Regions from separate parts of the Mus musculus genome. Here regions 1, 2, 3 and 5 are each linked to region 4. A link is a contact called in public ChIA-PET, HiChIP or PLAC-seq and promoter capture Hi-C data. All regions are on one chromosome and are shown on one strand. Each heading gives the region's core, a stretch centred on a gene start, on an enhancer-like site or on the middle of the called end of the contact. The rest is flanking DNA. Distances are from core to core; before and after follow the strand shown.

The links. ChIA-PET counts read pairs in DNA pulled down with a chosen protein or histone mark. HiChIP or PLAC-seq counts read pairs in DNA pulled down with a chosen protein or histone mark. Capture Hi-C pulls out chosen DNA fragments and counts their contacts.
Region 1: an RNA polymerase II ChIA-PET map of effector CD8 T cells shows a contact between it and region 4, with 6 read pairs. The contact joins the promoter of Tmem240 here to the promoter of Ski in region 4. A contact is called at or near these places in 2 of 39 promoter capture datasets (liver and pre-B cells) and 3 of 115 datasets of contacts at active chromatin or transcription factors (bone marrow-derived macrophages, effector CD8 T cells and pancreatic cancer cells).
Region 2: a FOXA1 HiChIP or PLAC-seq map of pancreatic cancer cells shows a contact between it and region 4. The contact joins the promoter of Mrpl20 here to the promoter of Ski in region 4. A contact is called at or near these places in 4 of 39 promoter capture datasets (cranial neural crest, liver and second pharyngeal arch cranial neural crest) and 2 of 115 datasets of contacts at active chromatin or transcription factors (effector CD8 T cells and pancreatic cancer cells).
Region 3: a contact with region 4 is called in a promoter capture Hi-C map of liver. The contact joins the promoter of Atad3a here to the promoter of Ski in region 4. A contact is called at or near these places in 3 of 39 promoter capture datasets (liver and pre-B cells), 2 of 115 datasets of contacts at active chromatin or transcription factors (bone marrow-derived macrophages and memory CD8 T cells) and 1 of 9 other capture datasets (liver).
Region 5: a contact with region 4 is called in an RNA polymerase II ChIA-PET map of memory CD8 T cells, with 37 read pairs. The contact joins the promoter of Aurkaip1 here to the promoter of Ski in region 4. A contact is called at or near these places in 2 of 39 promoter capture datasets (liver and pre-B cells) and 1 of 115 datasets of contacts at active chromatin or transcription factors (memory CD8 T cells).

What each region holds. Positions count from the first base shown.
Region 1 is chr4:155,731,079-155,736,073 of GRCm38.p6, reverse strand. It overlaps Tmem240 (transmembrane protein 240), which reads right to left and starts at 1,270. Exons shown (of 4, transcript NM_001101506.1): 1 at 928-1,270; 2 at 570-676. The coding sequence starts at 984. It overlaps Ssu72 (Ssu72 RNA polymerase II CTD phosphatase homolog (yeast)), which reads right to left. Exons shown (of 5, transcript NM_026899.3): 3 at 4,610-4,749; 4 at 4,029-4,147; 5 at 2,195-2,601. The coding sequence ends at 2,500. 1500002C15Rik (a long non-coding RNA gene) reads left to right here and starts at 1,632. Exons shown (of 2, transcript XR_001784583.2): 1 at 1,632-1,689; 2 at 4,470-4,995.
Region 2 is chr4:155,800,442-155,805,111 of GRCm38.p6, reverse strand. Mrpl20 (mitochondrial ribosomal protein L20) reads right to left here and starts at 2,234. Exons shown (of 5, transcript NM_025570.3): 1 at 2,017-2,234; 2 at 1,370-1,739; 3 at 1,169-1,279. The coding sequence starts at 1,456.
Region 3 is chr4:155,759,445-155,763,799 of GRCm38.p6, reverse strand. Atad3a (ATPase family, AAA domain containing 3A) reads left to right here and starts at 2,702. Exons shown (of 16, transcript NM_179203.3): 1 at 2,702-2,998. The coding sequence starts at 2,797. It overlaps Atad3aos (ATPase family, AAA domain containing 3A, opposite strand), which reads right to left and starts at 2,608. Exons shown (of 3, transcript NR_027972.1): 1 at 2,514-2,608; 2 at 2,023-2,415; 3 at 240-430.
Region 4 is chr4:155,220,115-155,224,568 of GRCm38.p6, reverse strand. Ski (ski sarcoma viral oncogene homolog (avian)) reads left to right here and starts at 2,034. Exons shown (of 7, transcript NM_011385.2): 1 at 2,034-3,017. The coding sequence starts at 2,049.
Region 5 is chr4:155,828,612-155,833,630 of GRCm38.p6, reverse strand. Aurkaip1 (aurora kinase A interacting protein 1) reads right to left here and starts at 2,362. Exons shown (of 4, transcript NM_025338.4): 1 at 1,896-2,362; 2 at 1,561-1,648; 3 at 834-1,279; 4 at 533-740. The coding sequence starts at 1,615. The coding sequence ends at 639.

The DNA of each region.
Region 1 (4,995 bases), core at 21-2,520, 510 kb before region 4:
GGGGAGGTCCCTGAAGGGTGTGGTGGGTCTCATTGTGACCTTGAGCAAACCCCAGCGTAGCTACTTCAGCTCCTCCCCTGCACAATAGTCATCAGTTGTGGCAGGTGTTCCTCAAGGTAGGCCCTTCCTATCTTGACCTCCTGCTCTTGCCTGCCATGGCCACAGTAGGCCCAGGAGGAAGACTTGGGTCGGAGGCAAGACTACTGCCCCAGGCTTAACCAGCTTCCTGGCTTCCACTGTGGACACTACTCAAGGATGCTGCTCTCAGGCCTCCGGGCCCTGGACCAGGAGGCTCCTTGGCCCATAATGCCACCACCAGGCAGCCTTTTCTCTAAAGGAACTGGAGGAAGGAGTTCCTAACAGACTCAGTCATGCTTCCTTTCCCAGGGAGCGGCTGGCTGACCTAGGGTTCCCGTTAGCCACCCCTCCCCCAGCACCTGGCGGGCAGAAGCGGCCCCCATCATCCAGCCAGGCTCTGCGGCCCAGCCTGCTCCGGGCTCACCGGCCAAGTGGGGCCCGCTGCACAAGTGTGATCACGCGTGTAGTGCCTAGAGCCGGGGCGCACTCACCGGCCACAGTTGCAGTGGCAGACGCGGTCCTCGCCCCGCAGGTGCGGGAGGATGTAGTTATGGAATCGGTCCAGCAGCGCGTTCATGTCCATCAAGCACGCGATGGCCTGGAAGAGCCCATGACCGGTCAGGGCGAGGAGTGGGCCGGGCCGAAAGGGGTGCCAAGGGGGAGTACTAGACTGCAGGGGTGGGTGGGTGGGTGGGGAAACGCAGGGCAACCAGGGCGAGGGCAGCGCAAGATCGCAGCGAGGGCAGCGCAGGCCGCACGGGCCGGTAAACAAGGAAGCGAGGTGGGGTAGGCGCGCGCGCGGGCGGGCGGCAGAAGCAGGGGGCGCGCGCGGGAAGCCCCTCCGCTCACCATCACGATCGACGCCCCCAGAATCATGAAGATCATGGTGTTCGCACTCATGGACATCGGGCGGGGCCGGGCCGGGCCGGAGCGCCGCCCCCCGGCCCCGGTGCCCCTCCCGGCCCCGGCCCGATGCTTAGCCCGCGCCGCCTCCGCAGAGGTCAGCGCTCGCGCGCCGGGCCGCCGCGGACCCCGGGGGCAGGCGCGGGCACAGGCAGCCGAGATGTGGGGGCTGACGTGGGGTCGCTCGCCTGTCGCCCGTTGCTGGCAGCCCTCCGCTCCGCCCTCCGGTGCTCCCTGCGCCCGGCTCCCTGCGGTCTGCGCGGCGGCCCCCTCCCTCCTCCCTCTTCCCTCCTCCAGGCTTCTCCCTCCCTCCTTTTCTTCTTCACTATCTCCTCCCTCCTCCTCCTGCCTCCGCCTCCGGGGAGGGACTTCGCCGCCCCGCGCCAGCATCCAGGGGCGAGGTTCTCCACTCCTGTCCCTGTGACGCAGCCCGAGACCCCTCCCCTCCGGCCTCGGCTCCACATTGTGCCCCATGTCATCAGCCTTGGCTCCGGTCTCCCTGCCCAGTGCCGCGCTGGACTGGGCCTTGGCCTGGACCAGGTGGTCGTTTCTGCTCTACTTCCCCAAGTAAGGCCCCTCCTTCTGGTTCTCCGGGTTCCAGAGAGGGACAGGAAGTGTCAGCACCCGCCTCCTCCAGCAAGAAAGTGCCATCAGAGGAGGGGCCTGGAAAGTCAGAGGAACCAGGGACTAATGACTACATGAGCAGAGGTAGGAGGGCAGGAGGGTAGGCGATACGGATGCGATGCGGAATGGGCCAAGTATGCCATAAAGATCGTGGCAGTTGTGGGAAAGACTAGGCGATTTCTGAGGAGGAAGGGGTGCTGGAACAGCTGCCAGCGTCTATGATCCTCTTGTGGCTGCCGGTCATGCTGGGATTGAGTCCCAAGCCCTGTGCTGGCCACAGAGCTGACAACAGAAGAACCAACCCTGCCCTGTGTTGGAAAGCAGGAAGAGGACAGCTGACCTCCAGCCCCCCAAGTCCAGACCCCACTGTATCTGAAGGTTCCAACAGGAGTTCAGTTATATCAGCTCACACAGGCCCTGAGCTGTTAAGGCACCAGGGTCCGGCCCTACTTCTCAGAAGGGTGCTCTCAGGTTTATCACAGGGTTGGACTCAATGGCCGAGTAGTCTCTTCCTCAGCAGGGAGTCAGGCCAGGAATTCAGGACAAACCAAAGACTTCTAGCAGCACCTATTTTGTGGCAATTCCAAGGTTTTTTTTCCCCTTAATAAGACAGCCTGTTGCTTTATTTAGGTTTCTGTACAATTCAGCAGTGGAGAGAAAAGGGCCAACAACAGACACTTGCTGTAGGCTGTAGAGTAAACCATCTTTATTTCTTTTGGTTAAAAACAATGGATTTGAATCTGGCATTTCTGCGTACGTCTCATTCCATATGTACAGTACATTGATGATGTACACCTAGCAGTAAAAACAAATATCTGAAAGGAAAACACACTGAAAAAGTGGCTTCAACAAAGGTGGCTGTGCAGGGCAGGCCATGCACCGAGCACAGGAGGCTCAGTAGAAGCAGACAGTATGCAGAAAGGCCCGGCCACTCTTCTCCTCGAACTCCTGCAGCAGCTCGTCGATTTCATTCTCCATGTCCTCAGTGTGCTGGATCTGGGAAAAGCACGGCCTTGAGTGAACCCGGGCATTGTGACGCGCCTTCCCTGACCCTGCCCTCCACTGATCTTCACTTCTGCAGGGACCCAGGCTTCAGGATAGCTCCCTCACAGCCTGTTCCTACCAGACATATACAACATATCATAGGAGTACCCCATATTGGGAGTGGGACGGCTAGATTCAAAGGGAGGCCTGGACCCCAAGGCTGGAACTCAGGTTCTGTTCTCAGGCGTCGTAGGTACATGAAAGCCTCATCAACCAGTGCTATCCCAAATCTGCAATGAGTGAAGTGAGGCACACAGATACCGGCATGCATTTTCCTACAGTCGTCCAGTGTGAATGCTGACTATGCTTTGTGCACTGCAGCATCAACTTCACATCTGGCCTCCACCCTCCAGACACCTATTGGTTCTTCTCCTGGTTGTGAAAACTTAAAAGGTGACCAGGCATTGCCAGTAGTAGTCCCTTGAATACTTGAAGTGAAGAAGGCTGGATGTTGAACACACTGTTCTGGCATGGCTACACAGTCTCCTTGGTCTCAGCCCTTTCTCCAGATCATCAGCTAGACCACAAGGTCAACTGCTAGAGCTTCAATAACACTAAGAGTGAAAGCAGTGTGGAGTTTAGCAGGAGTTTGGATCCCCCACGCGAACTTCCCCATCAGCCTTCACTTGGTAAGCCAAAAGGAAATCAATTCTGCCACAGTCAGCTAATCACAGTTCTTAAGGGCAAAAGTCAGGGAAAGGGGCTGGAGAGATGGCTCAGCGGTTATGACTGACTGCTCTTCAGGAGGTCCTGAGTTCAATTCCCAGCAACCACATGGTGGTTTACAACCATCTGTAATGAGATCTGACGCCCTCTTCTGATGTGTCTGAAAACAGCTGTACTTACATATAATAAATAAATCTTTTTTTTTTAAAAGTAAGGGAAAGGCACATGGTCCTTCCCAAAGTCCCTCCATAGCACCTGAACAATGGAATGCCTCCATACAGCAGCTACACAAGCCTTTAGGAAGCTCCTACAAGATTGCTTTTAGAGATGGATACTTAGATCAAGTGAAGGGACACAGACCCTTATACTGTGGCTGCTATCTCTTCCAGTCTCCAGACCTATCTTTGACACCACTAGATAAGCTCTTCTAGCCGTTGTCCATCAGAGGAAAAAGTGAAATGTCAGTTCTTCCAGGAGAGGGGCCTGTGCCCTGAGAGATGTCATACATCACTTTTATCATGGACAGAAGCACTGGGGGGTAGGGATTCAAGCCAAAGCATTTGGTCAACTTCTTAGAAAGTGTACTTCTTGGTTTTTACTAGAAATTTAGTATTTGACCAGGATGTGTTTATTTAACTTATAAAAACTTATTTTATTTTATTTTTATAAGTTGCTATGAGAAGCCCCAACAGGACCCAGGAGCTTAGACTCACACACTGGCAGAGCTCGCAGATAAGGAATGCTCCCAGAGTGGCCTCTTCATGGTTGTCCTGGATGTCCACATTGACCACATGCACTGGCTGGCAGGTCTCCTGTTCTCTGGAGTTCAGATCTGCTTGGTAAAGAGATATAAATATTATCAGACACCAGGTGGCAGATGTGTCCCAAGTCCAGGTCTTACCATTACCTGACCCTGAACTTTGCAGACTATAACTTGAGGATTGAGCACCCAAACCCAAGAAACTAACATGAGGAATAGCCCCGCAACATAGGCTAAGAATCCTAGATAGAATCCTCAAGCCATCCTATGCCAGTCAGTATTGGCACCAATAGCATGTTCTATAAAATGTCAGGCCTAACATAGGAAAAGCAAACATTGAAGGCCACAAGGCTTGAGTTTTGCTGGACATCAGTCTTCTGCTTGCTTCTCACAGGTTGTCCTCCAGATGTCCATACAGGTCAGAGGATGTGGGGGCACCCTCTGTCTCCATCACTGTCGCCCAGGGCAGCATAAGTCTACCAGCCTAGTGTTGGTGGTACAACCTGAACAGCAGGTCAGGCTCTGTGCACTCACCTTCTACAACCTGGTCATAGACTCTCTCTTCACAAGTGAGGATCAAGTCAAACAGGTCCGTGCAGTTCTGGAACCTTTCTGGACGGGGCTTGATCCTTTTATTTCTGTCCAACATATGTAAAATTCCATTTTGTGTATAGCTGAACACCAGAGTCAAGGAGCTTTGGATTAAAGATAGTTACTAACCTAGACCTGTCAATGGCCCCTTGCCTCTAGGGGGTTCCAAGTTGGCCATTGTCAACAGGGGCAACATAGCTCTAGGCCTGAACACAAGCAGGGTCACCACTGCCCTAACATGGGAAGCACAGGGAAGGTGCTGACTTCGTAGAGAGATCATAACTCCCACGATAACCCAAACCCACAGAATGGCTCCAGAAAGCCTTGCC
Region 2 (4,670 bases), core at 985-3,484, 580 kb before region 4:
CTCAACTCTATGAAGGGAGAAAGGGTTCTTGGAGGATCTGGCTCGTTTGGATTAGTAGAGTCTGTGCTACACACTGACAAACACCTTAACATCTGTCTGGAGGGAATCAAAGTGGCCCTTGCCAGAAGAGGAGCAACTGTGGATTTCTTCAGTGCAACCCCAATGTGCCTCTGTTCTTACACATTAGATAGTAATAGGTTTGGGTTTTGCTTTGAGCTTTTTGGAGGGGTGGGGGGCTCTTTTAAGCATTCTTTACAAAGGTACTGTAGTCCCTAAAGCTCCTGTATTAGACTCTCTGGAAGTTTGTTAACACAAATTGTTGGGCTCTCCTTCTAGAGCCTAACTCAACACACTCAGAGTAGGTCCTTTAAAGAAAGTGTGCATTTTCTAAAAAAAAATCTCAGGGTGACCAGGACTGATCCAGGCCCTCATCAATGGCAGCAAATGTTCACTTCCCGTAAATGGATGCTCCCATGTGTTCACAACACTACTGGAAACTTTGGGCCTGAACAAATCACCAGGTCCCGAGGCAGGACCACTCTACTTCAAAGGCCCGTGCAGCTGAGAACAGAACAGAAACCCACAACAACACTGTCCACACAGTGAACACAACCATCATGCTGTACCCACATTCAGGTTAGGGAGTCCTGGGGTGGTTTGTTTGTTTGTTTGTTTGTTTTGTTTAATTTGTATATATTTGGATATGTCCTGTGAGGATGTGTGTGGGTGGGTGCACATGGAGACCAAAATGAGTCAAATCCCTTGGAGCTAGAAGTATAGACAGTTTTGAGTTGCTATAGAAGACCAGCATGTCCTCTATATCTATATCTGCTGAGCCTTTAGGGAACACGTTCTTACTGTCAAGGTCAGAAATGACATTTCTTATGGCCCTGTTGACTTAGCTCATAAGTACTTACAAGAACTATAACCCAGCGCACAAGTACAGCTTTCACAAATGACAAAACAAAACAAAACAAAACAAAACAAAACAAAAAACCACTTTTGCCCAAACATGTAAAGGGAATTCCTCGGGAATGAAAGTCAACATCCTGCGGCTACAGAAGGCTAAGCTCCGGGGGCATGGAGGGCTGAGCTCCCGAAGCCGGTTTGGAAGAGAGCCTAGCTCTAGGGAGATGAAGGACAAGCTGGGGGTTGGGGTCGGGCTTACGGTCCTCAGGTTCCGCTTCTTAAGTCTGCGGGCCTTCGTACACTTAACGAAGGCTCTGGTCACCGCCCTGACGGCCAGGCGGTAGCAGCGATTCTTCCTTCCCCGAAAATGCTGGATGAAGAAGAGGGGAGAAGGGTGTCGGGATGGCAGCGCGGCCCTCCACCCCCGCCCCACGCCTCGGGCCGCGACTCGCGCACTCACCTGAGCGTGTTTCAGCACCTCCTGAACCCGCCAATAGCGATCGGTGAGGCGGTTCCGCAGCCAGAGCCGCGTCGTGAGGAAGACCATGATGGGCTCCCGAAGCCCGACCGGCTGCCAGAAGCGCTTCCGGGTCAACGGTCAGACAGGCCAGCCCTGCCGGATGTGTGCGAGCACTGTCTTCCGGGGCGCCTCTAGACTCGCTCCCTCAGTTCCGTTGTGCCAGACCGTCCGCACGCGGGAGAATGGTTAGAGCATAAACTGGAGGAAGCCCCGCGGGCGGGGATGGCGAGCAGTCCCGGACGGAAATCAGATCTACAGAAACCGCCAAGGAACACTCGGTGGTCCGCTCTTCTGTGGGCATCAGTTGACCCTAAAGGAAAGTAAAAGAAATTGGGCTGGTGAGATGGCTCAGTGGGTAAGAGCACCCGACTGCTCTTCTAGAGTTCAAATCCCAGCAACCACATGGTGGCTCACAACCATCTGTAACAAGATCTGACGCCCAAATAAATAAATGAATGAATGAATAAATGAATAAATAAATAAGAATAGCCATGTGAACAGTATGTTTAAGAAAAGGAAAAGAAAGTAAAGGAAATTAAATCAAGTAAACCCATTCCAAAGACAGCTAGTCTGAGTCAAAGGCTCACATGAACAAAGGTATCTACTGTCCTGAAGATGTATCCTGGGGATGGAGCCCAACCTCCCGCAGGTACAGAGGCCAAGTTTCGGGGGGTGGAGGGCTGAGCTCCTGGAGCTGTGGGAGATACAAGCTCTACCGAGATGAAGGCGAAGCTGACAGTCGGAGTGGGACTCGCAGTCAACTCAGCAGAATTGGGGCTGGAGAGAGGGTTAAGAGCACTGACAGCTCTTCCGAAAGTCAAATCCCAGCAACCACGTGGTGGCTCACAACCATCCGTAGTTAGATCTGACGCCCTCTTCTGGAGAGTATGAAGACACCTACAATGTACTTAGATATAATAAATCTTTTTAAAAAAGAAAAAGAAAGAAAGAAAGAAAACAACAGCAGAATTTAGCTTATTCACCAGCTTTACTTGGAGTAAAGGTCTGAGTAAGAAGTTGGCTACCGCCGGGAGGTGGTGGCGAACGCCTTTAATCCCAGCACTTGGGAGGCAGAGGCAGGCAGATTTCTTGAGTTCGAGGGCAGCCTGGTCTACAAAGTGAGTTCCAGGACAGCCAGGGCTACACAGAGAAACCCTGTCTCGAAAAGCAAAAAAAAAAAAAAAAAAAAAAGTTGGCCACCAAGCCAGATGGTGGTGGCACATGCCTTCGATCCACTCAGGAGGCAGAGGGAGATGGATGTCTTGAGTTCAAGGCCAGCCTGGTCTACAGAATGAGTCCCAGAACAGTCAGGGCTACACAGAGAAACCCTGTCTCAAAAAACAACAAAGTAAAACATTTGTCTGTCAGGTCCCAGATGAGGAAGTAGACATGGACTCTCATCCCCAACCAAGAAGCTATCTCCAATTGCCAGCTGCTCCTAAAAGAAAAATTAGTTTTTCCTTGAGGGAAAGTCTTACACAGGGAGTCTTACATAGTATACTACAAACCACACCTTAAGGGCAGGCCCCAGGTCCAGATGGCCAACAGAAAACAAATTCAAAGGTATTTTGGGAGATTTTTTTTGGGGGGGTCTCATATTGTTTTGTTTGGGAATTTTTTTTAACTTTACTGTTCGTTTGCTTATATTATTGATGATGATAGGTTATTTCTTCACAGGTGAAATGAGCCAATTCAAGTCAGATTAGAACATTTAAAGGTAGGTTTGGCCCAAAGGATTGAGAGAGGAGGATTGGCCAAAATGTCTGGCTTACATAGGGAGGAGCCTTTGGTGGAAGGGCAGCTCAGTCCCTGGGCTGGAAAGTTTAAGGTTGGGGGCAGAGTGTCCTTGCCAGGTAGGAACTGAGGGATGCTGGGAGAACCTGCAAGCCAGGTCTGCTTTGATATGTAAAATATGTACCTGAGTTCCCTGTCCCAGGATCTGAAACTAAACAATTATGGTTTCTGAATTTGAGTTTTTATGTCTTTGAGTGTTTCTCATGTTCTTTTGTAGGTTCTTGTTTTTTCTTTTTTTTTTTCAATAATTTATTTTTGTATTCACTTTACATCCAATTGCAGCACCCCCTTCTCCCAGTCCCACCCTTACAAATCCCTCCCACTCTCACCCACTCCCCTTCTCCTCAGAGAAAGGAGAGCCCCCCCCCTTGGGTACCACCCCACCCTAGGACATCTAGTCCCAACAGGACTAGGCACATCCTCTCCCTCTGAAGCCCAACCACACAGTCCAAGTAAGAATGCCAACAGGGGGGCTGGAGAGATGGCTCAGTGGTTAAGAGCGCCGACTGCTCTTCTGAAGGTCCCGAGTTCAAATCCCAGCAACCACATGGTGGCTCACAACCATCCATAAAGAAATCTGATGCCCTCTTCTGGAGTGTCTGAAGACAGCTACAGTGTACTTACATATAATAAATAAAAAAAAAAAAAAATAGAATGCCAACAGGAGCTGGGTGTGGTGGTTTACGCCTTTAATCCCAGCACTCAGGAGGCAGAGGCAGACAGATTTCTGAGTTCGAGGCCAGCCTGGTCTACAAAGTGAGTTCCAGGACAGCCAGGGCTATACGGAGAAACCCTGTCTCGAAAAAAAAAATATTAAACTGCATAAAGTAGAATTTAGCTAGCTAACAGAGTGTTCAAGGATGAGTAGCATACTAACCAGAGATTATAGAAACTGTAGAAAGGAAAAAAAATTGTACTTCTAACATAATTAAAATAATTAAACTGGGACTGGAGATATGGTGCAGCAGTTAAAGAGCACTTGTTCTTGCAGAAGACACATGTTCAATTACCAGCACCCACATGGTGGCTCGTAACCATCCACAGCTCCAGTTCCAAGGATCCAACACCCTCTTCCAGTCTCCAGGGCCCTGTATACAAATGGTGAACAGCCATACACCCACACACAAAATAATTTTTTTGAAAAATATTAACTTAACTGTAGTGAGAATTCTGGGATTTTGTGTATCTGTGGGCTTTTCTACCTGCATCCAAGTTCCCCGAAATGATGACTCTGAAACTCTTACATATGAATAAGTGCCTAGGCTATTACTTTGGCTCCTTTCCACTGCCTCATAACTCAATTATCCCATTTAACTAATCTAGGTCAGTTACCTTTGTGGCCAGTTACCTTTCCTTCAGCTTCATGAAACCATCTTCCTCGGAGTTCAGGGTGAATCCTCCCTGTGCCTGACTCTATCCCAGAATCCTATCTCTGTACCAGAACTTC
Region 3 (4,355 bases), core at 1,453-3,952, 540 kb before region 4:
TGCCCTCTTCTGGTGTGGCTGAAGACAACTACAGTGTACTGATATATAATAAATAAATAAATATTTTAAAAAAAATATGTTTAAACTGGGCGTGGTGGCGCACACCTTTAATCCCAGCACTTGGGAGGCAGAAACAGGCGGATTTCTGAGTTCGAGGACAGCCTGGTCTACAAAGTGAGTTCCAGGACAGCCAGGGCTACACAGAGAAACCCTGTCTCAAAAAAGCAAGCAAACAAACAAAAGTATGTTTAATTTTAATAGTGTTCATGACCTGTGCGGGTTTGTACATGTATCTGTGAGTTGAGAGGATTCAGAAAGGAGTTACAAACAGCAGGGAGAAGCTTGATGTTGTTGCTGGAAATAAACCTCAAGTCCCCTAGAAGAGCAGTGCATACTCTTCTTAGCCACGAAGCCGTTCTCTAGGCCCACGCTTTAAAAAAAAAAAAAATTGAAAAAGTCAAGATTCAGAATTTTATAAAGGTTATGTGCTTACCAAATACAGCAAAAGACTGAAAGGTGTGTGGCTTTAAAAGCTCTGACCCCCTAGCTGGGCATGGTGGCGCACGCCTTTAATCCCAGCACTCAGGAGGCAGAGGCAGGCGGATTTCTGAGTTCGAGGCCAGCCTGGTCTACAAAGTGAGTTCCAGGACAGCCAGGGCTACACAGAGAAACCCTGTCTCGAAAAACAAAACAAAACAAAAAAACAACAAAAAAAAGCTCTGACCCTCCTTACTTACCCATCTAAGCTCAAAGGCGACTGCTATGAGAGACGTGGTTTGTCCATTTAAAAACAAACAAACAAACAAACAAACAAAAAACCCTTATGGCCAATGAGTGATGTCTGGCTATTGCTGGGAAACTCATTTGGTTTTGTTGGGGGACAGGGGTCACAGGTAGAATAATCTTAGGATTTAAATTTAAGACAAATGGTGGTGACCTACACGGTTCATCCAAGCATTTGGGATGTAGCAGATTTCTGAGTTCCAGGACAGTTTGATCTGCAGCTTAAGTTCCAGGAGTGTCAGAGCTCAAAGAAACCTTATATCAAGAAACACTGGACAGTGATGGACAGTGATGGAAGCAGAGCTAGACTTGCTTATTGAGCTAGCTGTACAACACATCTTTGCTGATCTTTGTTGCAAAGAGAGAGGCCTAGTTGAGAACTTCTCTTGGCATTCCTCTTGGTCCCTCCTACAGAGGCGGTGGCTTGGCTGTCTCCGTTAGGTTGTGTCACCACTGCTGATTCATGTTTGTTATCCAGACTATCGAACTGGACTGTTAGTGTGTTTGTGAAGTGTATGGGAATGGATGGAGCTGCTGCTGTTAACCTGGGAAATGAACTGTTGATTTTCAGACAACATAGACAGGAGTTGTTCCAAAGAACCATTTCTAAACAGGTCTACCTCCCCCATATCCTTTTTCCACTATCTCTGATGGGTGGTGGGCTATAAGGAAGGTTACAGCACTCAAGAACTATCATTAATAGTAAGATTTTAAAAAATTAAAGTTTTATAAAAAATAAATACGACTAATAACATACCTTCAACTTCCTTTTTTATCATTTAAAATTGCCTTTTGTCCAGTGTTAAAAAACAGTCCAAACAATTCTGTGAACTCAACCGGTTTTATGAAAGATGCCTGGACCCAAGACGCTGACTTTGGTAAATGTGGGTTCCTAGTGACAACTGCCACTGTCCATGCTACCTTCCACTTGCCCAAAGGTTAGGTCAACCCTAGGTCCAGAGCAGGCACCTGGCTCAGCAGGCTCCCAAGGAGCGCTCACTGGCTAACAAGCACAAGCCTGGAGCACCAGCCCTCACTCTAAGTAGCTCCTGAGTGTAATGTACCCTCTGCAGGCTCTGGGAGTCGGCTTGGCTTTCTGGCTTGTACTGCAAAGCAGCAGCATGCCAATAGCCGCCGTGGGTTGCCAAAACACCAAAGAGGATCGGGCTCAAAACACCGCCTGAGCAATCGTAGCAGAATGGTGCAGGATTGTTTGTCAGAGGCGCCCAAGTCTCTGACCTAAGTAACTCTCTTATTCTTATGCACGCTTGGCTGTAGGAGCCGCTGGCCTGGAGACGCTCAAAGCAGCCACAGATATACATGAATCCGGCTCCGAGAAAGCGTGGGGTCACAGCAGGGGTGCCCGGCCGGTCGAGGGGCGCCAGGGACCCCTTCTCTAGTCCTCCCGGCTGGAGGTCTCACCCCGATTACTTCGCCCTTAGTTGCAGTGACCTGAGGCATCTCAAGTCCGGAAAAAATTAGCTCCGGGAGACCCACAGCACCTTCAGGTTTTCCCTTCCTCTTCTGTTCTTTGGGTAGGATTCACAGCAGAAGAGTTCTGACCCTCCGTGGTGTGAGTCCAGTGTCTCTGATCGTCTGTGGGCTCTGTGGCTGGGGCGTCTCCATAAATGCCTATAGCGACAGGTACAGAACGACCCCAGAGGAATAGCACCTTTGCTTAAAAAAAAAAAAAAAAAAAAAAAAGTTTTCTAGGATGAAGGCACACCCACCTCGAAAACTTTGCTCCTATTTGCCTGGTCCAGGAGCTCTGTCCAGTTCCGCCTCCTTAGAAAGCTGGGCAAATCGTGCCACCGACGCCACTGGCGTCCCTATGTCAGCGGCCAATCCGGCGGCTGAGAACGTCTTGACCCTCCTAGGTTTCCGTCGTCCAGAAGGAAGGGGTGTGGCTCGCGCCTGCGCAGTGAGTCGCGCCCGCGGCGCGTGGTGACTGCGAGGAGCCTCGCGAGTCACGCTCCGGTACGGTCCGCCGAGGGCGCGCGGAGCTTGCAGACCATGTCGTGGCTCTTCGGCATCAAGGGCCCCAAGGGCGAAGGCACAGGGCCTCCGCTGCCCTTGCCGCCCGCTCAACCCGGGGCGGAGGGCGGCGGTGACCGCGGGGCGGGAGACCGGCCATCGCCCAAGGACAAATGGAGCAACTTCGACCCGACGGGCCTGGAACGTGCGGCCAAAGCGGCTCGCGAGTTGGAGCACTCGCGTGAGTGCGCGGGCTGGGCTTGGCGGGCCGAGGCCCTGGGAAATGGGAGGTTTCTCTCGGAGGCACTAGCTGCTGCCCTTAGGACTTTGGTCCTCTTGACGTCTTAGCAGCACAGTGGTCGTTCGCAGCCGTACCTTTCAGGTGACCTGAATGGCCGCTTATGGGACATTTGGTCATAGCCGTCCTGCATTGGGGGAGACCCCGATCCTGCCACCCTCTTGCACTTGTAGCTGTCAACACGTAGGTCGTAGGAGAGACCCTGTGCCAATGTTGGCCTTACCTACTTTACTGTTGGGCTTTCTAGCTGCCTCCACGTGGTGCAGGCCAAAAGTCATAGCCAGGTCAGGCGATCCTGTGTTGTGGTAGTTAATAGCAATCTCTCACTTAAAAAGGAGAGAGTAGATGTCGTGTTTACTATTGGATGATAGCATTCCACTGTGGAACGTGAGGTGAGGGTGTCCGTAAAGGTTGATCCTCTCTGAGACAGATTTTAGCATTGATGGATCCCAAAGGCCAGGACTTTTCCCAACAAATGACACATTTTTGTTTTGATGTTGACAGTTTGTGCCAAAGTGTAATGTAAGGTGGATTTTTTTGATTATTTTGCTTTGTTTGTTCTTGTTTTTATAAAGACTGTGCAGCCCTGGCTGAGACTCCTGTAGACCAGGCTGTCAGAGAAATCACAGCTCCACCTGCCACGGCCTCCTGAGGCGTGTGTCACTATGCCTAGCTAGTTGAAATATTTTTAAGAGCCTGCAGGGGGCTGCAGAGATGGCTGAAAGGCTAAGAGCACTTGTTGCTATTGTAGTGGACCTGTGTTCAATTCTGTGCACCTATATGACAGCTCAAAACCTTCTGTAACCCCAGTTTCAGGGCATCCAAGGACTCCTCTGGCTTCTAAGGGTACCAGACATATACATACTTATATGCAGGCAAAAACTCAAATACATAAAAAATTTTTTAAAAGCCTGAAATGTCAGCTTTGTTGAATGAATACTTATTGAAGGATGTTTCCATTCTCAATTTTGTGTTTATGCGGGTGTTCTGTTTTTCAAAAGATCCTATAGGGAAGCCCTAATTTAAATAGGTATAATATGCAGACCCTCTGAGAGAGAGTCTGGCACTTGGTGAGTCAATTCTCTGCTCTTGTAGGAAAAAAAAAAGTCTTGAGCTCATGCCTTTAATTCCAATACTTGGGAGGCAGAGACAGACAGATCTCTGAGTTTGAAGCTGGACTGCTCTGTACAGTAAGTTCCAGGCTAGTTGGGGTACACTGTGAGATCCTGTCCACTTTTGGCAATGGTCTCTTGAGCCCCACAGACTCAAATCTCCATATAGACATTCAGAGCCTTCAGAT
Region 4 (4,454 bases), core at 785-3,284:
TTGAATCCTTGTGTCAGCCCTTTTGTTATATGTTAGCTACTTTGGGTGACACTCTGCAAGATTGCCTTACTTTGATCCCAATGTATAGCCAATATATGGAGGGCCAGTGTAGTCCTACTCAGGCCGTAACCTAGATACCTGCTATGCACATGGATACTTGGTTCCCAGTCCTGGAGGATGCAGGGTAAGGATCATAGCAGCTGCCAGCCTGAGAATCACAGAGATCTGCTGTCCAAGCTATTGGCTAATGGCTGGCTCAAGAAGGGCCAAAAGCTACTAGACGCAGCTTCTTCAATATAGGATTACGTTCCTAAGTTCCCACCTCACAGAACAGGGTCCAGTAGACAGATGTTGCTGGTACCTATATCACTGATGAGAGGCTGGGTCACAGTTCATGGGGTAGTCGGTGTTACCTGCCAGTGAGTGACACAGGGACTCTCCATAGCTGTACCTCCTCTGCATCCCTAGGTCATGCTGTGAGCTCTGCAATCCTGTGTTGTTCTTGAGTGTGGAGTTCTGTATATCACTACACATGGAAACCCAGAAGTACTTTGGGCAGTCCTGCTCTGAAGACCTTGAGTGGTTCTTTGTGCAGGCACATGGGTTTTTGAGCTATCTTCTCAACATAAGAGTAACCTGGCATGAGTGTTCTGTGGTGTCCTTTATGTCACCTGGAATGCGTGTTTGTGTTGCCCCTATCATATGGGGGTAGGAACTTCGGTTGTGTGGCGACCCTAGGGTGCTTTGAGACGTTCTTGTATCAGAACCCGAATGTTTTGTGGCATCCTTGCTATGAGGAAGGGAACCTGGGTTTTGTTTTGTGGTGTCCTTGTTATGAGTGTCTCGTGGAGCACGACGTCCAGCAGTGTGGGGAGTGAAGGTTACTTCACAGTGTCTACCTAGAACGGGAACCCCGGGATGTAGGGCGGCAGCGGCGCAGATCTACTGCGGACCGCCGCTCAGCTGGCCTGTGGTTGTGGCAGGGGCCTTGTGGGTTTCGGGGGCCCCAAGACCGTGGTGGCAGCAGGACCGGAGTCTTCCCAGCCGCGCAGGAAGCGGCCTCGGCCGGAAGGGGGGCCCCAGGCGCCTCCGCTGTGGCCGCCTCCAGTGGCCTCCACAAGGCGGGGCCGAGCGAGACCGAGTAGGGCCGAGCAGGGCCGAGCCGGTACCGAGTAGGGCCGAGCGGGGCCGAGCACTGCCGAGAGGGGCCGAGCTCCGGTACGGGGGAGCCGAGCGGAGTCGAGCTGTGGGCGGACAAAGCCGAGCTTGGCCGAGTCCGGTCCGGGCGTAGCCGAGCGCCACTGAGCCCGGGAGGGGGAGCGCGCGTTCTTGGAAGAGCCCGCCCGGAGCTGGTCACATTCCTGGCCCGCACTCCGGCTGAGGCGGACGCACGGCAACAAACAACGCGGGAGGCGGGGCTGGCGCGGGCGGGGCGGGGCGGTACGGGGCGGGGCGGCGCGCGGCGGCGTGAGCTCAGCTCCCGGCGCTCAGTCCGAGCCGGAGCGAGCCGCCGGAAAGATGTGCGCCCAGTGCGCAGAGCCCCGCGCCGCCGCGGCGCTCTGAGGCCGCGGGCCAGAGGCGCCTCCGCCGTCCCGGGAGCCGCGCGCGCGGGCCAGCGGGCGGCCGGGAGCCGGCAGGCGGCCGCGCGGGCGGGCAGGCCGCCAGGGGCCGGCGGCGGGCGCGACGCGGCCGGTCAGCACCGCCGGGACGAGCCGAGCGGGCGCCGCGCGGTGGGAGGAGCGGGGCAGCGGCGGCGCGCCGCGCGCGCGGGGGGCCCGGGCGGCGGCGGGCGCGGCGCGGGGCGCGTGGATGTGGCGCCGGGCCCGGGCGGCGGCGGGCTCCAGCGGCGGGACCCCTTCGCCCCGCCCGCCTTCGCCTTCGCGCCCCCGGGCGAGGCCGAGGCCGGGGCCGTGATCGGCCGTGAACCGGCGACGGGGGGCGGTCGTGGCCGCGGTCGCGGGCGGCGGCGGGGTGCGCGGGGCGGCGGCGGAGGCCGTGGGGGCCCGGGCGCACGGGAGCGGGAGCGGCCGGGGGAGCCCGATCGCACCATGGAAGCTGCAGCGGCCGGCCGGGGCGGCTTCCAGCCGCACCCGGGGCTGCAGAAGACGCTGGAGCAGTTCCACCTGAGCTCCATGAGCTCGCTGGGCGGCCCGGCCGCTTTCTCGGCGCGCTGGGCGCAGGAGGCCTACAAGAAGGAGAGCGCCAAGGAGGCGGGTGCGGCCACAGTGCCGGCGCCGGTGCCCACTGCCGCGGAGCCGCCGCCCGTGCTGCACCTGCCTGCCATCCAGCCGCCGCCGCCCGTGCTTCCCGGGCCCTTCTTCATGCCGTCGGACCGCTCCACCGAGCGCTGTGAGACCGTGCTGGAAGGGGAGACCATCTCTTGTTTCGTGGTGGGAGGTGAGAAGCGTCTGTGCCTGCCGCAGATCCTCAACTCGGTGCTGCGCGACTTCTCACTGCAGCAGATCAACTCCGTGTGCGATGAGCTGCACATCTACTGCTCGCGCTGCACCGCCGACCAGCTGGAGATCCTCAAAGTCATGGGCATCCTGCCCTTCTCCGCGCCCTCCTGCGGGCTCATCACTAAGACGGACGCCGAGCGCCTGTGCAACGCGCTGCTCTACGGCGGCGCCTACCCGCCGCCTTGCAAGAAGGAGTTGGCGGCCAGCCTGGCGCTGGGCCTGGAGCTCAGCGAACGCAGCGTCCGCGTGTACCACGAGTGCTTCGGCAAGTGCAAAGGGCTGCTGGTGCCCGAGCTGTACAGCAGTCCCAGCGCTGCCTGCATCCAGTGCCTCGACTGCCGCCTCATGTACCCGCCGCACAAGTTCGTTGTACACTCGCACAAGGCCCTGGAGAACCGGACCTGCCACTGGGGCTTCGACTCAGCCAACTGGCGGGCCTACATCCTGCTGAGCCAGGACTACACGGGCAAGGAGGAGCAGGCCCGCCTTGGCCGCTGCCTGGACGACGTGAAGGAGAAGTTCGACTATGCCAACAAGTACAAGCGGAGGGTGCCCCGGGTAAGTGTCCCCGGGTCTTGGGGGTTGGCAAACTATGCTCAAGGTGGGTGGGTGGGGTCCTTCTGCTCTGGGTCCTCTGGGTTCAAAAGGTTGGGGCTCGTGGTTCGACCTTATCAGGCCTTGGGTTGATTTGATTTTAGAAAAGTAGGGGGCTTGTCGGTCTCTTGTGGGTAAGGCCATCTTCGTGTTGTCTGAGCGCTGCTCTTATGGAGTAGAGTAAACGGGAGAGCCCTCTCGGGGCTCATAGCCCTTGACCATTCAGGCTAAGCTCTGAAGGTCTGAGAAAGTGGCAACTTCAAGCTCTGGGAGGTTAGAGTGCCTGGACCTAGGCTGTGACTTTCTGGCCCATATCACCATGGGACCTTGACAGAGTTGTCCATATGAGAATGAAGCTTGCCCCTTTCTCTCTTGTGGCTGGGATGCTTTCTTGCCTGTGGTCCTCAGCTGAGTATCCATGCATGTTTACTGCCTCTCCTGTTTTTCCTTTAAATACTGGGGCACAGACAGCTAAAGTGAAGCTAGCTAGCTGTCTTGGCAGAGACTTGGCACTTGCAGCCCCTGGTGTCTCCTGTTTGTGCACGTCGAAGGCCACTTTGGCGTGGTCAGCGGCCTGCCGGAGTTGCTGATGGTCTGCAGTTTCTTTGGTCTCACCCATTTCCTTATGTTGCTCTTGTGCTTGGTTGTGGAGGCCCGTCAGCCCAGGCTGTGTTGTATGTGAGTCAAAGAAAGCTTTGTGAGATCTGCTTGGGCATTTCCTGGGCCACTTGGTACCTAAATCATTCACTGGAGTCCACAGGAAGTTTCTTTGCATATGCATCCTAAGTATGTTTAACTTTTAAATATCCAGGCTTATTAAATTGCACACACAGAATGCTGCATTGGCTCAGCTATTCTTGGGAGACCTAATTAATTCAAGCTATTGCATCAAACTTTTTTTTTTTTTTTTTCTAAATCTGTGAATAGATGCTGCAGCCCGGTTTTCTCTGGGCGCCCCTCCAGCAGCGTGTCAGAGTTGTGGGGGGAGGGGCTCTGAAGAAGGATGGTCGCCTCATTCTCTGGGGGCTGTGGAGTGTACATATGCTGTGTGTTCTTTGGCACTTTCGCCACAGCCGGGGCAGTGCACTGGGTGGGAGATGTTGCAGGCAGGTCTTCTCAGATGGACCTGGCTGTAGGGTCCCACCAGCGGAGACCTGTCTGTCTGGGGTGGTTGCACCCTTGTGTGGCTACTGTAGAGATGTGGTACTGGAGAGGCTGTGCCTCTGGGACACTTTCACGCCTCTTATCTTGGGAGCAGGCAGAGAGTCTTGTCTGAGTTGGGTGTGTCTGTGTTTGTGTTTGTCTGGTCCTGAGTGTTTGTGGTCTTTCTGTCTAGGCTTAGAGGACCAGCATGGTCCCTTTGTCCCAGCCACTGCTGAGTAGAAGACTCCTGTCTTCTCT
Region 5 (5,019 bases), core at 1,113-3,612, 610 kb before region 4:
CCCAAGCTAGACTCTAAAAACAGCATCTTCTGTAGTAAGATGTCAACACTGAACCTAGCAAAACACACCATCCAGGCAACCTTCCTGATTAATGCTCCCACCCACACGGCTGAGGAGCCAAGCAGAAGCTGGGACATCTGGGAACACTGGCGACCCACCCCAATACCCTGTCCCTGTGGCAAGACGAGTCCATCCCAGCCAACAGGGCAACTTAAATGGCTCATCAACTACAGAGGACCACGTGCCATCTCTTGAGACATCTGAGCTTCCCTTTTCTGCTTCCCTCCTGAGTCCTCACAGATCATCTCTTACTCCATAATCAGCACTCCCCTTAACCCAGGTACCCCTCAGCTCCAGGACACCAGGACACCCAGTATTCACATTGATGTCCACCTTCCTGGAGCTGTTCAGTGGTCCCAGAGCACACATCTCTAAATGAGGCAGATTAGTCAGGCTGGAGGTCAAGGACAATTAGGCACACTTGGGCCCTGGGTTCCTATGACAGAGTCTTTTTTTACCCGAAGAGATCTCACACCAAGCCAAAGAAACTCTAGGTCGGCCTAGAATAATTGAGTCCTTCCAATATTTATTATAGTGGGTCAGAAGCAGCAAGAGAGCCAGAGGGACAGGAACCCAGATTATTTGTTCTTCAGGTAGATCTTCGGGGTCTGCCAGTTCTCAGGGGCTTCCTTCAGGCCTGCCTTAAGCCAGATGCGCTTCAAGTCTTTCTCAAATTTGATCTGCAAGGGCAGAGGAGACAACCAACTTATTATAACGAGCAAAGCCTCTTTTAACCACTGTCAGTCTAGGTCCAAGGGAGTGCCCATATTCACCTGCTTCTTCTTCAAACGTCCTTCCCGGACCTTGCGACGTAGAAACCGGGTCCTTTTGACCAGTTTACGGTACTTGTGGTGGTTCATCTTTCGCCTTCGGATCTTCAGCACGTTTTTGCACTGCACTGGAGTGGCATCCCAGGCTTCCCTGACTCCCTGCTGGGCTTCCTCCTCCCCCTGCCTAGGTGGACATTCGTAGAACTGGGAGGGAGCCAGAGTCACTGGGACCTCGACATTCCGTCTGGGCAATAAGTATTGAGCAGTCAGCCAGCTCTCTAGAGGACTGATGGCCATCTTCCTGGGGACCAGGAACTCCTCAAGCTCTGACTGGGTCCTCTTACCAGGGAGGGAGGCAGCCCGACTTGGGCTTGCAGGCTGCAAACTGTAAAGGGGTCGAAAAGCATAGCTGCCAATCACCCCGGAGCCAGGGCAGGAACGACTGAAACCTGGGGAAACAACACAGTTGCTACTAGTGCCATCACAGCAGATCAGAACACCACTACTACCCAGGCTAGGGCAACATGTAGACCCAAATGGTAAGGCCTGCCCCTTATCCTTCCGTCTGGAGTTGTGATGTGCTCCTACATACTACATGCAAGCTCGCAGGAAAAGGTTTGTGCCCAGGCTCTTATTCCCAGTAGCGACAGGAGACTACTGAAGGCGAGCTGGGCCGCGATGATTCCCATCCCCAAGTCAGGTGTGGATTCCGCGTCCAGGGGCGTCTTACCTGCCCAGGGAACAACAGTCCTGGCCAGCCGTGAAGTCAGGCGCGCCAGGAACATGGTGAGCAGTTGGTCCGGCGGCAGCGCTCAAAGCTAGAACACAGGAACCAGCTGAGGTCACGCAGCGGCGACGGGCAGTGCTCTCGGCCGCAGGCCTCGCATATCCCATCACCCTGGGTCCCCCTGACCCGCGATAAGGAGACATCTTCAAAAGTCGCTCTGAGCGCAAATCCTGTCCCTACTTCTCTCCACCAGCGTGGTCGCTGTAAGCCGCCCACCCACGGTTCCCGCTCAGGCAGCGAAACCCACAGCGCAGGACGATATCGACGCTCGCACGCACCAAACAGACGCAGGCCAAGCGAGCTCCGCCGCCGCTCATCATCTGAGCCCCGCAACAGGCCCACCGAATCCCGGAAGTTAGGACCGATCAGGTCGCCTCTGACCTCGACCACTTCCGGTCCCTGGTCCTACGCAGCGCCCTCTGGTGCCCGGCTCTGCGCTAACTCGATCCTTGCGTGCCCGAAGGCGATCGCTTCCGGTTGGAGGGGACGCTTCCCCTGCCGCTGTTGTCCAGCAGCAACAACGTTCCGGGTAAAAAGTGCCCACACCCGACACCCACCACAATCCCGGAGAGTGCTCTCTGCGTGCACGCGGACTTTACAGTATATATATATATATTTTTTTCCTTTCGTCTCTCCCAAGCCGGTTAGCCTCCGGGTACCGCCATGGACCGTAGGACTGCGGAAGTGACAAGTGGCGCTCCTCCTGTTAGGGCGGCAGGTCGTTTAATAGTCCTGTGGGATAGGCTGGCTGCAGAATGGGGCGCTCTGCTTCTTGAGGCCTCAGAAACTCCGCCCTGTTCCTGCTCCGCGGTCCTACCCTGCCGCTAATCTCAAGTGAAAAAAGTCCTAATTTCTTTAGTGTGCCCTGAGGAAAAAAAAATTTTTTTTAAAGATTTATTTATTTTTTATTATATATAAGTACACTGTAGCTGTCTTCAGACACTCCAGAAGAGGGAGTCAGATCTCATTACGGATGGTTGTGAGCCACCATGTGGTTGCTGGGATTTGAACTTCGGACCTTCGGAAGAGCAGTCGGGTGCTCTTACCCACTGAGCCATCTCACCAGCCCCCTGAGGAAAAATTTAAATATCCTCACACACACGTTAATTTTTATCCCAAAACTTAAAAGCAGCTTCTTCAGAATACGGCTGCTGCTTTCCTTGGCAAGAGCCTAGCAATCCACTGCACCTCAGTGTGGACCAGAAAGTCCTGCTGGCTCCGATGGACAGGGGTGCAAGACTAGGGTTCTCCTTCATTTGAGAAACTACGTATGCCTCGCATGAGGGATTTCTGTGGATTCTTAACACAAAGTGGCCAAATATCTCATTCTCAGGCATTAACCTAGCTAAAGTTACATAAACCAATAAGAGGGCAGAAATTGCAGGCTGTCGTCCCAGCTGTGTAACTGAGGTCACAAAGTGATGTTGCGTGTACCCTACCTTCGAGAGGGGATGCTGGAGATATTTGTCTTTTCTAATGATGTTTCGAGAGGGGAGGCACAATGTGCACCTGCATATGCCACAGCACACATGGAGTCATTTCTCTTCTTCCACATTTAAGGAAGTGAATTCCAGGGATCTCATTCAAGTTGTCGGGTTTATGTGGCAAGCACTTAACCACTGCGCTAGCCCAAACAGGAAGGTTTATGCATTTTAGTCTGTCTTTAGTTCAGACTCTCACCCTGGGTTTAGCCACAAAAGGCAAATGGAGTCTCTAGATTCCAGCCCTCACCTTGGTGCTCCCAGTCCTCAACATGGCCAGCTTTTATTTGATGTGTTTCTCCTTGGATTGCATAACTAAAGGTTCAAGGAGATGAATAAAAGTAAATAAATCCATCAGAGAAATGGTCATGTTCACAACAACCCGTATCGGGACAGGTCTTTGTAGAGTCAGGGACAATAAGAGAAAGGGCAAGTGGAAACAAGTTTTGGAAAGAGACCAAGCAAAGCATCCTCCTTACACAATCCCGGGAACTAGCAAGTTTCTAGTCTTCCAGGAGGTGAGTAAAGCCAACCTTGTTAAGATCCCTATACTTTCCTGGGTGGTGGTGGCCCACGCCTTTAATCCCAGCACTTGGGAAACAGAGTCAGATGGATCTCTTTTGAGTTGCAAGGCCAGCCTGGTCTACAGATTGAATTCTAGGACAGCCAGGGCTACACAGAGAAACCCTGTCTCAAAAAACCAAAAGACCCCCTGTATCTCAAACAGGCTCCAGGCCAAAACAGAACATGCCCAACCAGGGCAGGGTAGCTGCTTGGCCATGGTGGCAATAAAACACAGACACATAGCCATGACACCATGACATTGTATTGCTACTGTAAACTAACCTTGCCAAGGCAGATCTGGAATTGCAAAGGTTAATCCTTCATAAAAACCTAAGAAAAAAAGCACTGCTGGGGCTGAAGAGATGGCTTGGTGGTTAAGAGTACTTCCTATTCTTCCGTGGGATTTTCGTTTGTTCCCAATCAGAAAGAACCCGAAAGAAAGAAAGAAAGAAAGAAAGAAAGAAAGAAAGAAAGAAAGAAAGAAAGAAAGAAAGAAAGAAAGGAAGGAAGGAAGGAAGGAAGGAAGGAAGGAAGGAAGGAAGGAAGGAAGGAAGGAAGGAAGGAAGGAAGGAAGGAAGGAAGAAAGAAAGAAAGAAAGAAAGAAAGAAAGAAAGAAAGATCACTCACTGGTAGAAGATTTGGGGGGAGAGTCTGTGTAAATTGTTTTCTTTAGAGTATAAAGATGAATTTAAAAGTGTGAATGGCCAGAGGTGGCCCCACCCTGGGGCCTGCCTGTTACAGCCTAGGTTGAGGAACCCTAGAATTGAGCCACAGAAGCCAAATGCTGACTGGTTTGTGCCAGTCAGGGTAGCTGCTTAACTTAAGCCTGATGCTTAACTTAAACTTGAGCCTGCGCGTCCGTCTCATCCTAACGCTAGCACAGCTGTGAAGCTTGTTGAACACCGACCATTTCTTTTTTTTTTTTTTAAAGATTTATTTATTACATATAAGTACACTGTAGCTGTCCTCAGACACACCAGAAGTGGGTATCAGATCTCATTTCGGAGGGTTGTGAGCCACCATGTGGTTGCTGGGATTTGAACTCAAGACCTTTAGAAGAGCAGTCAATGCTCTTAACCTCTGAGCCATCTCGCCAGCCCCCCATCCATTTCATTTTAAATTTTTTATTGTTTTTTAAAATTAATAGGTCTATTCATTGTAATGTATGTACACCAAGTTCATAGCTGGTGTCAATGAACTTGGCGTACATACATACAATGAATATGGCCTGAAAAGGGCATTGGATCCTCTGGAACAAGAGTTGTGAGCCATACAGTGTGGTTGTGAGCCTTACAGCATGGGTGCTAGGAACTAAACTTAGATCCTCTGGAAGAGAGAGCAAGCCTTCTCTCCAGCC